3 separate regions of the Gossypium hirsutum genome follow, and regions 1 and 2 are each linked to region 3. The links are chromatin contacts, called in public Hi-C maps. All regions are on one chromosome and are shown on one strand. Each heading gives the region's core, a stretch centred on a gene start, on an enhancer-like site or on the middle of the called end of the contact. The rest is flanking DNA. Distances are from core to core; before and after follow the strand shown. Region 1 holds the start of LOC107952027 (mitogen-activated protein kinase kinase kinase 3). Region 2 holds the start of LOC107952025 (transcriptional corepressor SEUSS). Region 3 holds the start of LOC107952461.

Region 1 (3,190 bases), core at 463-2,962, 180 kb before region 3:
AACTCACTAAGCAAGGATATCTCCTGTTTCGCATTAGAAGAAAAAGATTCTAATCAATAACCCCCAAACATTGCCATGAAAGAAACGATGTTTTAAGACACTGAGATTTTGTAAAAACCAGACCAACCTGGTTCAGTTGTTTGAGACATTCTTTTGATGTTTGATCATCTGTAATGACCTTAACTTCCTTCACTGCACACATTGTTCCATTTTCACTGTTGGAAAAAGTAATATATAAAGCTTTTTCTTTTGAATTCATTCATATGAAAGGGCAATGAAATTATATCAAATATTTTACCTATTAAATCCAGCATAAACATGTCCAAATGTCCCTCTTCCTAGAAGCTTCCCTTTCTTCCATTTAGATGGAGATTTCTTTGGAGGTTTATTAGGTGAAGTAGGAGGAGGAAGGGGAAGACGATGACATGGATGTTTCTCAGTTGGGGACTCTAAACTGGCATCCCATGGTGACAGATATCGAGGTGATTGATGCATATACGAAGCTTTTGATCCTGAATTTGAGCCTTTTGACCATAAGTTGCTGTTATTTTCTTCATATACTCTGCAACCAAATCATAAACTATGTCACTTATATATCAGAGTTTTTATATTAATATTTTCTAAAAGAATCATGTGAGCACCGTAGCTTTAATGATGTTAACAACAGGGGAACCACCAGATGAACGGTATAAAATATCCAGCTATTATATTTGCCTTTTCTTCATTAAGGCAAAAGAAAATACATTAATTAGTATTACAAGTTTGGTAGATGATAACCGACACATTTCTGCACATAGCTTTTCAGGCACTTAAATTATAAATTATATGTTAAATAATTTGTCATAAATGATAATTATATCTTCTATTTTACTTTTTTGTTTTTGTTAATAATTTTTTATGCTAAATATATTCGATTGTTTACTGTAACATTGAAGCAATTCATTTTATCATTTTTTTCTTTAATTTTTAATCAATTTCTTTTTAGTTTAAAATGCCTAAATTTACTTAAAAGTTAAATATAATTTAATTTTATAATAATTCAATATTTTCATTATTTTTTAATGTTGTATATAATTTGATAAAGAAATATAAAACAAAGAGGGTGAAGTTTTCTGAAAATCAAACCAGTATTGAGTGGAAATTTATGGAATTTTCACTAAAATCTGTATCAGATAGTTATTATTTGATCTTCATGAGCAAAACAGAAGATGAAACAAGTTTTTTAAGGAACTTGAGAATATAAGCTACAAACCTGAAGGAACTGAAATCCCCATGAATATCATCATCATCATCATCATCATCAGAAGATTCATTTGAGGTAACACTTGAAACTGACACCCTTTCTGAACCAAAACTTGAACCCCTTTGATGGGACTCCATTGATGCCCTACATGAAGAAGCTGAAGGCTGTGGCAATGGATAAGCTTTCTTCTCCCTACTTTTACTTCCTAAATCTGAATCAGAATCCCACAACACTGAACACCCATGAAAGGAGATTGGATGAACTTCAATATCATAACTGTTTCTCGGAGATTTTTTACTCGCTGCAGCTGCTTCATGCAAGCCTTTTGGCTTCTCCATGCTATGTTTATTGTTGTTCCTTGTTGTATATGTTTTCTTCATGCTCTTTTCTTCCATATAATAAAGCACTGTGTGAGGAAGAACTAAGTAAGTTTTAGGCTGAAGTTGTGCTTTATGAACCCACTTGTTTATATAGTGGTTAACATTAATGTGATACCGCGTGCTTGCCTGTATATACACGGGTGTGTTTATCTACCGAGGCCTTCCACTGGCTACTTGGTGGTTTGAAATGATTTAATGTACGTCCAATCCTACGGTAAAATTTTATGACAATCCATTTTTGATATAAAATTAACTTCAGGTATCTTTTGATTTTCGAATTAAAATGGATGGTACCTGGATAGAGTCAGGTCTTCTCCATTTTTGGTTTGTTTTTGGATAGGAAATCAATATTACTTGGAAGAAACTTCGAAAATAAGCATATATCTAAGGACATTTACTTGACTCTTTGATTATCTGCAATTAGCCTTTATATGTTCATTATAAGAGCAAAAGATTGGTCAGATTATTACATAATGATGACGAATTTATGATTCCAAAGCAAAACAGAAAAACATATTGTCACTTCTTAAATTCTCCATTTTAAAACAATAAATCAGAGCAGATCAAATACATTCAATTATGAGCATCTTTTCAACTGCACAGCCTTGTCCTTAAATATACCATTAACCACTTTTTTCCTTAACAGTCAATCACTAACAAAGATCTTGCATCTTGTTGTATCAGACAACCTTTTCTTTTTATATAGGAAAGGATTGTAACTTGTTAATGGAGGGAAACTTGCTAATAGAAGAAAAGTGTTAGAAAACCCAACAATTCCAACCCTAACTTATTAAATGTCACCTTTCGAAAGACAGACATAAGCTTTTTGGTTTTAATGCTTTGTCTTCTTCTGCACATTTGACTTGTCTGCAACTTCTCCAATACAGAAAATTGCTTCCATGAGAAAAACACAGATTTGGAAAATTCAAACAAGTGCAAGCCACGAAGACAACATTCAGTACTCATCAACTTGGTTTCAACTGCATGCATGCCGCCCTGGTGGACATGGCAGTGGATAAATTATTGATGAAATACATGGCGTCAAAATGCTCTCCGCTACATTTTAGATATTATTGGTTTTGTGTCCCATTATAATAAAACCGAAGTGGACCTTACTGCATTGATGAATTGTCTTTGTCAGCTAAACAATTTGCAAAACCAGCAACTCCCCCCCCCCTCCTCTTATGGTGGAAAACCGCTGCCTTTCCTTTTCTGTTAAATGTCCACAACCTATATGATGATGTATGTTAGTTTTCTTATTTAGGGTGGACCTTTTAATTATGCATGAAAACATATGGAAACTTTTGACATTAGAATTCACAGTTTTGGCCATTGTTTCAAAGACATTAAACTCGGCAGATGATTGGTTATTCTCGTACACACTACAAGAAAAATGAGTATTTAATTTGTAGATGTTAAATTTAATTTTTTAAGATACTAATTACAATAACTAAATTAAATTATTGCTAAATATTATAAAGTTAGCAATGACTTTAACATATGTCGTGTAATTTAATTTTCTTTCTATTAATAGTAACAACACGATTTGTCGTGATGAATTATTAGT
Region 2 (3,199 bases), core at 685-3,184, 140 kb before region 3:
GCCCCAACACCAGCCATCCCTCCTCTAATAGATTGAAACTGTTGCTGCTGCTGCAGCTGTCCTTGTTGGGTGTTGTGAGGGGCAGAGACCTGTTGCATCCCTTGTTGACCATGTTGGAACTGCTGTGACTCCGGTTGTTGGGGCTGTTGTTGATCTGGTAAAATATGGTTACCAGAAAGGTTAGAATACTGCTGACCTTGAACTTGACCAGACGACCCAGGGTTTGCCATGTTCGATGGCACAAATGACGATGGGGCATTCAACCCCATTCCAGTACCCACATTTGAAAGTGGATCGGATTCAGCCCCTGAATCGATTCCTCCACGCTGGCCACTCCCAGGACCAGAAAGCTGAGGGTTTGGACCCCCATTCCCAAATGACTGATTTAGAAGGGAAGAAACATTAGGCACATTCCCGAGCATATTCATATTATTAAACTGAGTACGAGGAGACACTAATGAAGGAAACCCAGATTGAGAAGGAAGACCACCGCCTTGTGATCCTAGCATCCCCGAATTTGTTCGCAAAAGAGACGATGGAACAGACTGCGCACCACCTATTGGAGTAGAAGGCCCTAATGGCACCATGTTTCAAGAATAACTGCCTAAAACTCACTCACTCACAAAACTGTAACAACTATCTAAAACAACATGAATTCAACTAAATAAACTACAGTTAATAGAACAAAACACAAAAAAATCAGCCGCAGAGTTCAAGAAATCAGCCCAACTTGGCTGCTTTTAACTTTCCAGTCCTCATTGTGGAAAAATAACAAGGGATCAGTTCGGTGCCTGAGCATATAGCTTTCTGTTCCACCATACAAGCGGCCATTACCAAAGAAAACCGAATCCCAAGAAGAAACTCTGATTCTGAGCATTCTAACATTTACAGTCAAGCAACACTAGAATGGCTTTCCCTCGAATTCCTAATAAAAGAAAAGAAGACATAAGAATTTTCAGATCCACTGGAACATAAATCATCCGAAAAATAATTTTACTAACATTCAGCACAAAAAGTAACTAAGACTGTCAACAAAAAAAATGTAAAACTGAAATCAGATAACCGTAAAATCAAACTCCAATCGAATCTTAAAGAAAAACCTAAATCTCAAAACTGTAGAAATTTAAAACTCAAACAAAATTTTACTTAAAATTAGAGAAAGACAGTAAAATCAACTGACCAAGCTGAAATTTTTAACCTCCAAACCCCCAAAAAATTGCAACTTTATTAGAAGAAAAACGAATGTTTAACCAAATACATTAAAAAAAGCAACTAAACTCGATCCAGCCACTAACAGCAGAAATCAATGATCCAGACTTAAACCCCAAAAAAAAATAGCAAAAGGGTCAAAGCTAAAGAGACTTTAAGAAGACTTACCAGCGTTGAAAAATTCCCACAGTTACTGTCAAAAGATAAACAAAGAAGAAGGGGAAAGAAAATAAAAAAGTAAAGAAAGTTTCCCAAATCTCCAAAGCTTTGATTTCAATCAAAACATACCCAAAACTAAAAATACCAAAATGTCTTTTAAACTCTCTTTCTCTTCAATTCTTCTTCCCTTTTTTTTCTTTTTTTCTTTTTTGCTTCAATAAACTGAAGCAATTAATATGTTTACACTTCACCAAAAAAAATTTAAACCAAACAAAAAAAAAACCTTCTTTTTGCTCTCCTCTTAAATCAATTCTTCTGCTTTTTCTTTTTTCTTGTCTCAGTACGTGCCCTGTTCTTCTTCGCTGTATCTAGAGAGAGAAAGAGTGTTTGTATTGTCCTTTGCGGACGTCAAAATTTCATTCCATTAGATTGAATTTTCTTTTATTTTTCCCCCTTCACTCCCTTCCTTTGTTTCCATGGAATGATGATGATGATGATGGATGGCATCATATCCATCCATCCATCCATCTATCATGAATTATGGATGATGGGATGTATTAAAGTGACGCACTTGTTTCGTTGCATGTGTATGCTTACACTTATGCCACATGATTGTTTCAATTTTTTTTTCAAATATTGATTATTTTAAAATTAAATTAATCCAATTAAATTACCATAAACTGAATATGGGTTAAAAGTAAAATTTTATTGCCATAAAAATGTGTGTTGGATGTATATAAATTAGAATTAATATAATTTATTTAAATTTAAATTTAAATTTAATTCAATCCAATCAAAATAACATTTGAGAGACTATGATAAATTAATTGAATTATTCAAAATTAGAAATTGAATAATTCGATTATCAGTAGAGTATCGCCTCCATCTTGGTATTCATCAGTAGCTGCCTATATTTGTAGCAGTTTACCAACTACTACTAGCATATTTATTTTTTAAAAATAAAATTATGTTATTAATTTAATTTATAATTTATAATATTTAAATTTGTATTTATATATTATATATTTTACTAAAATTTTAAAAATAAATTATAAACATCAATACTATATTTAAATTTTTGGCTAAGTTTATATATAAGTTAACAATATATTAATTCAATTGAAAAATAATTAAAATCTCAATTTCTTTATAAAGTAGCAAATATTGATATATCTGAAAAAATTTCATTCTTGACAATTTATTTTTTTAAGAGTAAGGATTGTATAAAACTGTGATTTCATGTTATCTCTATCTATTTCCAATAGGAGAATAACAAATCAGATTTTTGCTCCTGATTTTAGTATTTTTCAGTTGGATTTGAATTTTTTTAGGAGAAAAAATTGAAAATCAAGAGAAAAAATCTAATTCCTATTAAAAAGAAATAAAGATGACGTGAAATCACAATTTTATACAATCTCTTCTCTTTTTTTTTAGTTACAAAAGAAAGTTAAATTACAACACTCAATTGATAATAACAGACTGATTACTCAACACTTATCCCTCAACATTACATATTGCACCACCAAATGTGATAATGAAAAAAATAAAACCACGTTTAGCAACACCTTACCATCTTGTTTATAGTACTAATAGCCATGTTCGTTGTTCGTGATACATACCGAATCTCAACTTGCTAATTCTCATTATCCCGTTGTGAATGTCCAATGTCAATATTGTGTAATAATATAATGTATGTAATATTTTAATATAGATAAATTGAAAAATGGTCCGAAATCCCAAAATAACGTCCAAACAAAAACAATACACATACTACTCTAATAAAAAGGAAGAATTTAGACAAAATATGTTGTTCGTTTAGCGGTCTCAATCG
Region 3 (3,002 bases), core at 491-2,990:
TTTGTTTGGTAACACTTCATAACCCACTCCGGCGACGGATACGGGTTATAGGGTGTTACAATTTGAGATCCAAGGATCACGCCAACATTTAATACTCTTACCATTACAACGGACTATGAAAGGTTTTCACAGATAAGAGGCCAAACCTTAGCAATGGATTTCCATAGGAAGGAACAACGCCCCCTCGACACATTTTCGGGTAAACCACTGGGGATCCCGTATTTAGACCGAAGGACCCAAACCCATAAAGCATTAATATTAGAGATAATGTCAAAACCCATCTTCATCATAAAAGAAGTGTTATGATCTTTCAACTGTTTCAGACCAAGACCCCCATAAGATTTTGGTTGACACACTGAATCCCAAGTAACCAAAGCTACCTTAATGTTGCCATTTGTGGAAACCCAAACGAATTTTCGCACGATGCGCTCGGTCTCATCATACAAACCTTTAGGAAGCATCATTGTCTGCATAAAGTAACTTTAGATCGATAGAATGACATATTGAGATAAAGTAACCCTACCTGCCAAGGAAAGTTGTCTGACGTCCCAACTAGATAGCTTGTTACGAACCTTATCAACCATAAAGCGCAGCATGTTATTTGTAACCCTCTCATGAAAAAAGGGAACACCTAAATAAGTCCCAAGTTCTTCACTTCTTGAAAACCAAAGAAATTGCTGATACGCCTCCTCAAACTGCCATTTATGCCTTTGAAGAAAAAAATATTTGTCTTCCTCATATTAATTCTATGACCCGAGTAGTTACAAAAATCATCAAGAATATTATTGATGATTCAAGCCTGATGTTCCCCAGCATGACCGAAGAGGATCAAATCATCCGCGAAAAGCAAATGAGAAAGCGGTGGACCATTGCAAGCAAGTCGAATAGGGATCCAATTGCCAGTACTAATAGCAGCATGAATATTGTGACATAACCATTCCATGCACAAAATGAATAAATACGGAGATAAATGGCAACCTTTTCGAACGCCTCTGGTAGGTCGAAACTTCAAAGTTGGAACCCCATTCCACAACACCTGTATAGTAGAGCTGGAAATTACAGACATAATAAAATTACATAAAAAATTAGGAATACCTGCAGCTTGGAGTGACAAGTCAATGAAGTCCCAATGCACTCGATCATAGGCTTTTTCTAGATCAATTTTGATGGCCATCCACATCCTCTTTTTTTGCGTTCTCCTCATAGAATGTATAACCTCTTGAGTAATGAAAATATTATCCGTCATATTCTGTCCAACTAAGAAACCAGCCTGCTCGAGAGCTATAAACTTAGGGAAAACCATTTTAAAATGATTAGCAATAACCTTCACAACCAGTTTATATAGAACAGAACATAAACTGATTAGCCAAAATTGGGCGAAGCCTTCCAAATTTTGAGTTTTAGGGATAAGAACTATAAGCGAATTATTTAATTCCGGATCAATGCTTTCACCAGCAAAAATACCCTTAACCCAACTGCAAACGGAGGCGCCAACGTGATCCCACTAACTTTGGTAGAAATAGCGTAAAAACCATCACTTTCTGGAACCTTCAAAGGTGCCATGTCAAACAAAGCAACTTTAATTTCCTCATCAGAAATTGGACTGTTTAGGAGAATAAAATCCTCGTCAGAGAGAGGTGGAAAAGCGCTCAAGGGCAAACCTCTCATCGAGCCGGGATGCTCACCATACAAGGCTTTATAGAAATTTACCACTTCAAATTTTAGTTGTTCTTCATTCATGATCCATTCGCCTAAATCATTTTTTAAAGCGGTGATTTGATTCTACTTTCTTCTCCTCAAAGTACGCGCGTGAAAAAATTTGGTGTTTCGATCCACTAAAACTAACCAATCACAACGAGCTTTCTTTTACCAAAGAATCTCTTCATGATGCAACACATTTTCCAAATCCTCTCTAATCTCCAACTCAACCTGGTTGATAAAAGTCGAGTTTCTTCTACTGCGCTCAACCTCAATATTGTGTAGTTTCTTAGTCAGAAACTTCATGCGAGTATGAATATGACCATACACATCCTTATTCTATCTTTTGACTTAATCAGTAAACTCAAAATTAATCATCGACATATTAGCAGAAATCCTTTAATTCTCCTTTACAAAATTCGAGAATGCTAGATGTTCAATCCAACCTACTAAAAATCTAAATGGACGCCCCTTTTGAGGAAAGGAAATCAGGCATCAAAGATAGTTTAAGGGTTTATGATCGAATTTAAGTCTAGGCAAGTGAGTCACCATGGAATTAGGAAAAAAGGTACATCAAGCATTGTTACAGATAGCCCTATCCAGACGCTCCAGAATTCCCCCTCTCTGCCAAGTGAATTGTGGACCTCTAAAGCCTAAATCTTGCAATAAGGTGGAGTCCATAAGTTCACCAAAAAAGGGGTATCTCTTTCTAAGAGTCCGACTCCCTCTTTTCTCAGTAGTAGAAAGAATAGTGTTAAAGTCACCAATTGCCATCCACGGAGACCCATCTACTGGAATAGTTCTCTATAAAGCCTCTCAAAAAAGTCTCCGTTTACTGTGATTAGGGCTAGCATATACAAAAGTAACCAAAAAAGGCTGTCGGAAAGAAGTTCCAGTAACTCTAACTAACACAAATTGAGAATGGTTTTTTAGAACCTCCACACAAACGGATTCTTTCCAATCAATCCAAATACCACCTGAAAAGCTCACTGCCTCCACACGATGAGAGTAATGAAAACCAAGCTTTGCAATAACTGAATCAGCTTTTCCCTCACTAACTCTTATTTTTATAAGGCCAATAAAATTTGGTTTATGTTTCCGATTATATTTACAAAAAACCTGAATAAACTTCGAACTAGCACAACCCTAACAATTACAACAAAAAAATAGTAAAATTTATAAATTAAAAATTTAAAAATACGGGGACTAACCTTTCAAGGGGTAATGGGAGTTTTATCTCCTGCATCATTAATGATAACCTTATCAGTAAAGGTCTCCACTTGTTCACCAATAAGCTTTGCCAT

Evidence for each region. A called contact is a pair of places that touch in the nucleus more often than the background predicts.
Region 1: a contact with region 3 is called in a Hi-C map of leaf, with 2.6 times the contacts expected there. The contact joins the promoter of LOC107952027 here to the promoter of LOC107952461 in region 3. A contact is called at or near these places in 6 of 34 Hi-C or Micro-C datasets (hypocotyl and leaf).
Region 2: a Hi-C map of leaf shows a contact between it and region 3, with 1.9 times the contacts expected there. The contact joins the promoter of LOC107952025 here to the promoter of LOC107952461 in region 3. A contact is called at or near these places in 5 of 34 Hi-C or Micro-C datasets (anther and leaf).

The regions. Positions count from the first base shown.
Region 1 is chrA02:12,227,785-12,230,974 of Gossypium_hirsutum_v2.1, reverse strand. It overlaps LOC107952027 (mitogen-activated protein kinase kinase kinase 3), which reads right to left and starts at 1,712. Exons shown (of 8, transcript XM_016887265.2): 1 at 1,253-1,712; 2 at 299-562; 3 at 128-215. The coding sequence starts at 1,638.
Region 2 is chrA02:12,187,488-12,190,686 of Gossypium_hirsutum_v2.1, reverse strand. It overlaps LOC107952025 (transcriptional corepressor SEUSS), which reads right to left and starts at 1,934. Exons shown (of 10, transcript XM_016887260.2): 1 at 1,652-1,934; 2 at 1-925. The coding sequence starts at 587.
Region 3 is chrA02:12,047,547-12,050,548 of Gossypium_hirsutum_v2.1, reverse strand. LOC107952461 reads right to left here and starts at 1,740. Exons shown (of 6, transcript XM_016887713.1): 1 at 1,465-1,740; 2 at 1,096-1,324; 3 at 979-1,036; 4 at 800-905; 5 at 573-695; 6 at 114-467. The coding sequence starts at 1,740. The coding sequence ends at 114.